Regions from separate parts of the Rattus norvegicus genome. Here region 1 is linked to region 2. Evidence: chromatin contacts called from public Hi-C data. All regions are on one chromosome and are shown on one strand. The core of a region is the stretch at or near the end of the contact, and the rest is flanking DNA. Distances in the headings are between cores, read along the strand shown. Region 1 overlaps Ctif (cap binding complex dependent translation initiation factor). Region 2 overlaps Dym (dymeclin).

Region 1 (4,407 bases), core at 560-3,059, 430 kb after region 2:
TCAGTGTGTGAAGGAAGGGCTTTCTGCTGACAAGCGATGAGCTTGGGGATGGCTTCTTCCACAGTGGATGGGCGTGCAGTATACATGGAGAATGGCTCATCTGCATATGTGAAGCAGGAGCAGAAGGAAGGGACTCCCCAGAATAGCTACACGGTTTCCGTCCATGTACAGACCAACTGCCACCGACTGTCTACCCAGTTGATGTTCCCATGGCTGAACTCAGCTTCGACTGCTCTGATGACAGTAAGGAGCCCCACCCAGAACCCCTGGTCTCCAGCGGACTCCAGGTTTAGGAGTCATTTGGAACACAGCCAATAATGACAGAACACTGGGGGGCTGTGTCCCCCCTGTATCCCCTAACCCAGAACTCACAAATCTCCATTCCAGATCACCAAATATAGCAGGATTCTTCATTTGAGAAAATTGATGATGATGGTGATGATGGTGGTGGTGGTGGTGGTGGTGAAGAGGGAGAGGAGAAGGAGGAAGGGGAGGAGGAGGGAGAGGAGGAGGAAGGAGAGGAGAAGGAGGGAGAGGAGGAGGAGGAGTAGGAAGAGGAAGAAGAGAGGGAAGAGGAGGAGGAGGAAGAGGAGGAGGGGGAGGAGAAGGAAGAGGAGGATGAAGAAGAGGAAGAAGAAGAAGAAGAAAAGAAGAAGAAGAAAAAGAAGAAGAAGAAAAAGAGGAAGAAGAAGAAGAAGAAGAAGAAGAAGAAGAAGAAGAAGAAGAAGAAGAAGAAGAAGAAGAAGAAGAAGAAGAAGAAACCACAACCACAAAACAAACAAAAACAACCAAAGCCATCAAAATCTTAGCCACTGATGGAGGGGAGGCAGGGAGGCAGGGTTAGGTTATATCAACCACTCAGCAAATTATCAGCAAGTTATTAAGAGCCGTTGCTACGGGACACACACTTGCAATCTAGCAAGTTGAGGTAGCAATGTGAACGCTTTGAGGCCAACCTGGGCTACACACACCCAAATCTCGTCTCCATGCTTCACACACATCCCACCCCATCCTCATCCCCACCCCCGCCTCCACCAAATAAATCCACATTTGCTGTTTTTGTTATTTGGTTTTGTTATTTGCTATCTGGTTCTGATGCTACAAGTATGAGGCTTGGGAATGCAGTAGTAGGGTGTAGGCCTAGCGTGCAAGGAGTCCTGGGTTCTAATGCCAGCACCGCAAGTGACGATTCACACAACAGCATTCACGACAGCCCCCCTGGAAAGTCTGTTAAAACAAAGATCTTCTAGTTCACTTGAAGGGAAGAGAAATCCAGAAGTTAGGAATCTGTGCTTCTGGTAAGTTTCCAGGGGAATTCTGATGCCAATGAAGGGGAACCCCACTTTGATTGAGAACCTGATGCAGAGTTGAGGAAAGTGTGTGTTCAGCTAAGAGCTCAAACACATGGGGCAGATTAATGTGTACACCCCAGTGACGCGGAAGGGGCAACCCCTGTTTGCTCTCTCTCTCTCTCTATGCATGTGTACTCTGACTCTCTGGGTGAAGAGGCCTTATCCGCAGGCCTCATCCTGCTGGCAGCCCCTTGCAAAGCACAGGAGCACACTAGCCATTTGAATATGCTTGATCTGGCCCTATGCTTCCCCAAGCCCCCCAGCTCAGGTGACTACACCATCACACACATCGCTGGTCTCTCTTAGGCTTGACACCACCAGCCCCCAACTGGCTGGGCAGGACTTGGAGGCCTGGGATTGTGCAGCGACTCACAATGGAAGGAAGAGGGTGTAGGAGGGAGGTCCCTGCGCTGACCCTGGTATTGTTCTTGGGCCAGAAGAAGGCTTCCTCCACCCAGCGACTGCAATACCAGAAAAAAGCGACATCAAGCCAGTGAGAGTGCGCGTCCCGGGGGGGCCGCCTGCTGGTGCTGGCCTGGGAGCTGGGGCCCATTCACAAATGCCTGCTGGAGAGCACGTAGCCCTGTCCGCCCCCACCGCCACTCCTGGAGACAGAAGCCTGGGTAAATGAAAATAACCGGCTTCTCCCGCCTTCAATCCTACTGCTGCCAGGAAGGAGACCAGAAGCGCGCCCCTGGCTCATAAAGGAATAATGGCTACTTTACACTCTCACAACACCTTCCCCTTCCCTGGGCTTCAGGGCTCCTTCCGCTGGCAGATCTCAGGAGAGAGAGAGAGAGAGAGAGAGAGAGAGAGAGAGAGAGAGAGAGAGAGAGAGAGAGAGAGAGAGAGAGCGCGAGCAGGTGGTAGACCAGCATGCAATCTAGCTTACAAAACTGGCCCAAGCCACCAGTCCCACCCTCACTGAAGTGTGTGTGTGTGTGTGTGTGTGTGTGTGTGTGTGTGTGTGTGTGTGTGTGTGTGTCTTGCTCTTGCAAACTGCCACAAGGTGAGTGGTGAGGCCACAGGGAAGGGTGAGACCGACCCGCCCATAGGTGCTCTCCCAGCAGAGATTAGTGTCAGAAGACACACTATCTCTGTGCACCCACAAGTAAGGCCTAGTGGGCCAACTCATGGTCTGCTCCCAGCACTGACTGCTCGGCACCTCTGCTGGCCATCTTGGGAAGCCAAGACCCACCTGCTCACCCTCCAGCGGGGTAGGGAAGAGCAGGTGTTCTTGTCCTAAATTAGCCCTGGAGGAGGTAGTGTTTATCCTGGCCTCCCTTAGGCCTGGGGCTCGACTTCCCACAAAGGCTCTCCAGTCCATGTTGACTATATATCCCCTCATGACTGATGGAGCCTTCTGGAAAGGATTATGGGTATGGTTTGGCTCAAAGCAGGACATGGAACAGATAACCTTTCCAGTGGCAGCAAGATATGTCATTCACAGTCCCCAGCCTGGCCCGAACTGAGTAGCCAATCTTCTTTCCTGGTGGCTGCTGGGAGCTATGTACAACTGTAGAAATTCCCAGTGACCTCTTCTAGGAGGTCTCAATCGAGCTCAATCCATGGCTTCCCAAAGTCTTCTTTTATCCCACTCAAGAACATCCGGCTATGTGGCCTCGAGCCTCCGCTCTAATCCTGACGCATCTCCAGAAGGCCCCAACCGTACTCTCTGCAGCCTCCTTCCATTCTGTACCTGCTTATTTCCCCATGATGCTGAGTTCTCTTCTTCCTGACACCCTTCACCCCCCCACCCCCGATAACCAAGGCTGGGTTCAAGGCTTCCCCCTCCTCTGGGAAGCACAGACACACGAGGAGTCAGGAAACATTAGACACGCTCAAAACCGGCCTAGCATCAGATCCCTAGGAGGCCCAGGGAGGCTCTGGGGCCGGATTTACTCAGGAGAGCTTTGAAGAAGAGAGAGAGGGAGCTTTGGGAAGGAGTGACAAAGGGATGTGCCTGAAAACAAAGAGGAACAGGTGCCTGGGAGAAGCTCCCAGCCCCTCTCTCGTGAGCTGGCGGCAAACATTCTCGCAGCACTTAGTCTGAGGGAGCCACAGGAATCCAAGAGAACCCCTGTCCTAAGTAACTCCAAGACACCCAAGAATGGCTCCTTGTCTGTCAAGCCTGTCCTTGTGCGTTCACTATGATCGGAGCTGGGCCTGTGAAGGAAGCACTTTGAAAAGGCAGCTTATCAATGCCTGCCTATCTCTGGGTGGCTTCCACCTTGAACTCTAGCCTACTTTCATGACGCCAAACAGGTATATGACCCTCACTGTGCCGCTGGAGAAATGGAGGCCCCAAAAGGATTATTCTGGATGAGGTGTATGATGCTCCACGGTGGTGGCTTTCTTCCCATCGATGTCTCAGGCCAGCATCTGGCAACCTCCTTCTGTAAAGGACTGGACAGGAAATAGTGTGGGCTTGGAGTCAGAGCTATACAGCTCTACAAGTACCAACGCTGCCACCGCCGGTGAGCGAAGAGAGAGCAGAGGCTACACGGTAATAAAACTTGCGAAAATAGGCACAAGGACTAGACTTAGTGTGTGGATTGCAGTTTGCCAGACCCGTCCTCATTCTGGGTCATGGCGGGCTCCTTGGACCTCTTGAAGCCAGCCCTACCCAGTTCCAAAGGCTGCTGCCACCTCAGATGCTGGCTCCCTGTATTCTGTTGCCTATGGGAATGGGAAGGGAAGAACCCGTGAGAACTGGCTCAGACTCAGCCAGTTGCCTCTTCCCAAGGGCCTTGCCTGGTTGTCACCAGCAGAAGTCTCAACTCCCAGTCATTTCTATAAAAGACTCACAAGTGGCGAAAATAACAATAGTCTCGACTCACTAGCACGTTGCTCTCCGGTCCCCACGGGCCCTGCTACCTGGGGCCTCAGACAGGAAGCCCGGGATTGAAGAGCTTCTGGTCTTCTTTATTTTTGTCCTATTTTTGTCCTAATTGAGGAAACTCTGGGCGGGGGGGGATGGAGGATGGAGAGATGAGGGGCTCTCGTAGGGAGGAACTTGCCTTCAGGCAGCAGGGAGGGGGGAACTTTGGAAACC
Region 2 (4,561 bases), core at 563-3,062:
TACAGTAGAGATGTTTCTTACCTTTTCTCTGAAACAGGGACAGGAATGTGTACAATGTAGATTACTCGTTTTATATAAAATTATGTGTTTATTATGTATGGGGTGTGCACACATGCCCTGACACATGTTTGGAAATCTGAAGATAACATGTGAGAGTCACTTCTGTCCTTCTACCTCGTGGATTCTGAGGATCAAAGTCATAAAGATTTGGTGGTGATGCTTTCCCCACTGAGCCCTAGAGACACTCTTGATGGTGAATTCTTGGAAGTCCCAGCCCTGTACTGGTCACTGTTTGGATGGTCACCTTATTGCCTGCGTTTCCTTCTCCTAGTTGCCTTTGTTATTGACAAGAACAGCAAAATGACCATGTTCTCCTTATTGACTTGAAGACATTATAGTATGACCATGGATCCAAGTCAAAACCTGTGATTTGGGTTCTAAGTAAATAGCTGAAGCAGATTAGGAGAAGTATTAAGTGTTTGCTGTGTTGGAAAATCTCCAGTTGCCTCCTTAAACTGGGCACCATGCACTGTTGGTCTCATTCTCTTATCAGTCATAGCTAGGACAGGAAACAGTCTGTCTGGCAGATAGCGTGCCTCACGTTTTAGACAGCAGGTGACACAGCTCTTGCACTGTGTGGGGAGTCAGAGGCCGGGTGTTCGCCTCTGAGAATACTGTTAGTTTAATTTCATTATGTCACATGTCTGTTCCTCAGACACGAAGGAGAGCTGGCTTACATGTTTAAGACCCCAAACAGAAAAAAAAAAAAAAAAGATCCCAAACAGAGCAAACTAGTTCCTTCCAGTGTGTTCTAATGGGATTGCATAGCAAATCTCCCATGACTGGGATCAGCCATAGCTACAGAGCCAGCAGAGGGAGCACAGAGCATGGATTTATCTCCAAGACTTGAACACAGAGGGACCAGGAGGCTCAAGGCTAAGTTCGCTTCTTTAAACAGGCAGTTGTCTTCTTGTCTACAGCATAAACTCAGCTTTGAGTTTGTCCTGAGATAATGACATTTTTTACGTCTATTGATAGACACCTACATAATTATTGGGAATTATGGTAATGAGCTGTATTTCAGTCTGGCTGTTTTGGTTGGTTGAGTTGTTTGTTCTGTTTTGTTTTTGTTTGTTTGTTTTTTTGAGACAAGGTTTCTTTGTGTAGCCCTGGCTGTCCTGGAACTCATCCTGTAGACTGGGTTGTCACTGCCTCTGCCTCTGGGATTGAGGGCACGTGCCCCCACCGCCCAGCTGATCCTCGTTTTCTTGCATGGGTCACGATATCGCTAAGAGCATTTTATTGAAGATGTTTAGAAGCATTCAGTGCTTTGTTGCCAGCTCTACTGGTTGGGTACACGGTGCTGAAGGGCATTTTCAGTGAGAACTGTGGAGTACGCATCACTACAGCACTGCCCCAGCGGTGTTTGAAGGCATTTTGACCAGAGGCTGACTCTTACAGGCCTTGGGGGTAATGAGTGCAGGGCCTCACACTAGCGAGGTTGTTGAAGGGAAGGGCAAATTCTGAGGTTGTTCTGACTCTATTCTCCCTTTGCCTTCCAGTCTCCCATCCCCACACATTCCCTTCCTGTCTTCCCCTCTGGGTTTTATTATTTAGAAAACTTGGCTGAAGACAGCACAGTTGTGAGCTTTGTTGGGAATTGAATGGAACTGAACTAGCAGGACTTTAGTTAAGGCCAGAGAAGTTAGACGTGGAGATCTTACTTGGTTTGTGTTTGGTTTGTAGGCTACGGGAAAGGGGTTGCTCCTGTGCCTCACAGTGAGTCATAGTCAGGGTTTCCTGTGGACTTCCTGTGAATATACTTGGTTTGTGTTCTCTAGGAAGAGTATTTCTAAACTTTAACCCACAGGATATTATATACATGAATACAGTCAGAAGGGAAACAAGCACCAGGAGTGACTAACACTGTGGCCATCGGCAGGAGAGACATTGCAGGGTACTTGAGGCAGAGGAAAGGAAGACTGGGCCTATGCGCCCTTGAACATCTGTGCACAGAAGCAAACATGTATGTGCAGAGCAAAGTAAATTAGTACCTGATCACATGCAGGGTCAAAGGAAGTAGACATAAATGTATAAAGTTTTTACGGATTGGAGATTTTTTTAGAAATACTAATGCAGCTAGCAGAGATTGGAAAAGTGAGGTTTTACGAGGGCCAGCAGTGCCTGAGTGACTGAAAACACTGACCTAGCAGGCCGGGGACCTATTCCCCGGAGCCCACATAAAGGCAGGAAGAGAGAACCAAAACCAGTCCCACAAGGCTGTCCTCTGACCTTCACACAGACACAGTGGCAGATATGTACTGTTTACATGCATTATGTGAGCAAACCACACACACTAATTACCAAGTTTTAAATTTTAAAAAAAATTTACAAGTTCAAACCGCTAGTTCCAATTAAGACTTCCTTTTCCTGTGACTCTCACAAAGACTAACCAAGTACCAGGCAAGGAGATCGCAGCGTTCTGGTTAGGATCCAGAACATCTAGAACATGGCTTTCCTGTAAGTTCTGTGCATGGCTTAGGTGCCAGGCTCTGTGGTGGCGTTCCCTGCACTCTCCCTGCCGTTCTTCCTGTGACTGCCCTGGGAGCTTCCACAGGGTGAGCACTTTCTAGCGGTTCCCTGAGGAAACGTCTTCACCTTCTGACAGGCCAGAGTTACCCTCAGCTGCCACTCTGCCCGTCCCTGCTTACTTCCAGGTAATTCCTCTTTTCGGGTGGATTTTCTCATAGATAGTATTTCGAATCCAAACACTGACATAAATTAGTGACATGTACTGTAGGAGTCTTTTTTTTAAAACCGGATTGGTATAGGACCTGCTGCCTATATGGTTTTCTCCAGACACTAAGAAATATAACAGAAAAAAAGACAACCTAAATCCTGCCACATCAAATAGTCTCTTTCTGTTCTTTGCAGAATATATTTTTCTGATAGAGAAGGGGAAATACTGTAATGATAAGAAATGTATGCTAATTGTAGCCCATTTAAAGTCTTTCAATACAGTTAAATTTATATGAGGTAGTTATCTTTAAAGTACCCATGAAGTAGGTATAAATGTAAGTTAAAATTGGGAATAAAGATCATCCTTGAATTAAATGTTGAGTTTAGTTATGCCTGCTAAATAGCACGTTGGTGAATTTAATCAAAATTGGGAAAATTTGCCTTTAGAAGTCTTTTTCTTTTTTTTTTTTTTTTTTTTGGTTCTTTTTTACGGAGCTGGGGACCGAACCCAGGGCCTTGCGCTTCCTAGGCAAGCGCTCTACCACTGAGCTAAATCTTTACCCAACCCCACCTTTAGAAGTCTTTTCACGTTATATCTACTTAAATATTTTTCTCACCAAGTTACTCTAAAGTTAGAAACACAGGAAAGAAGTGTACAGGGATGCCTTCTGAGGGACAACTGTCCTGTCAGTGAGTGTCTCTTAAAGTCACTCTCGGTTTTGGTAATGTAGTTCCGGATCATGTATTGACAGATCTTGAATATTACCTATTTTTCTCAACAAGCTTTACCAGTAATAATTATAGTAATTATGTAACATTATTTTAAAAATTATTAGTCATTCTGCTTTGCTTCTGTCTTGTCTGTCTGAGTTTTCGTTGCCTGTAACTTAGGGAAATTCAATTCCAGAGAGAGAATTTCAGCATTTCAAAACAAATATTGTTCAGTCATGGACTTGCCCTGGCCGTGCTGTGTGACGTGTGCCTTGCTGTGTCTAACTTCGGTTGTGTGTTACAGGATGGAAGTCATACTGAGCGCTGTAACTGCCCTGTGAGGTCCCTGCCAGATGTGTGTAGACCGCAGTGGATTGAGTTCTGCAGCTGTACTTCAGGGCATGCTGTTGGGTGGGGACGTCACCTACTGGGTATTAGTATCATGTCACCTTTGACAAGAGTTTGAAAGAGATGAGTTACTGGGTCTTCCTGTGGGTTAGACTATGGAACGGCATATTCCATCCCAGCGGGTCAGATCCGGTCATGGCCGAGGTGGGCACGGCACGTCTGTTGTCCATGCACTGTGCTGTGCACGCACTGTGCTTGCTGTCCCTCCTGTTAGTGCAGAAACAATCGCACTTAACAAGCTCTTTTTTTTTTTTTTTTTATTAACTTGAGTATTTCTTATATACATTTCGAGTGTTATTCCCTTTCCCGGTTTCGGGGCAAACATCCCCCTAGTCCCTCCCCTTCCTTATGGGTGTTCCCCTCCCCACCCTCCCCCCATTTCCGCCTTCCCCCCAACAGTCTAGTTCACTGGGGGGTTCAGTCTTAGCAGGACACATGGCTTCCCCTTCCACTGGTGCTCTTACTAGGATATTCATTGCTACCTATGAGGTCAGAGTCCAGGGTCAGTCCATGTATAGTCTTTAGGTAGTGGCTTAGTCCCTGGAAGCTCTGGTTGCTTGACATTGTTGTACATATGGGGTCTCGAGCCCCTTCAAGCTCTTCCAGTCCTTTCTCTGATTCCTTCAACGGGGGTCCTATTCTCAGTTCAGTGGTTTACTGCTGGCATTTGCCTCTGTGTTTGCTGTATTCTGGCTGTGTCTCT

The links. A called contact is a pair of places that touch in the nucleus more often than the background predicts.
Region 1: a Hi-C map of kidney shows a contact between it and region 2, with 5 times the contacts expected there. The contact joins two enhancer-like sites. A contact is called at or near these places in 7 of 12 Hi-C or Micro-C datasets (the A7r5 cell line, Schwann cells, frontal cortex and 4 more).

The regions. Positions count from the first base shown.
Region 1 is chr18:71,496,427-71,500,833 of GRCr8, forward strand. All of the region lies in intron 7 of Ctif (cap binding complex dependent translation initiation factor), which reads right to left. Among named protein-coding and RNA genes, the nearest start is that of Ctif, 100 kb to the right of the region's middle. Within about 2 kb of position 1,810, at least 15 of the 93 cell types and tissues checked have an H3K27ac peak or open chromatin away from gene starts, as enhancers often do.
Region 2 is chr18:71,065,004-71,069,564 of GRCr8, forward strand. The region is part of intron 13 of Dym (dymeclin); the gene reads left to right. Among named protein-coding and RNA genes, the nearest start is that of Dym, 190 kb to the left of the region's middle. Within about 2 kb of position 1,813, at least 15 of the 93 cell types and tissues checked have an H3K27ac peak or open chromatin away from gene starts, as enhancers often do.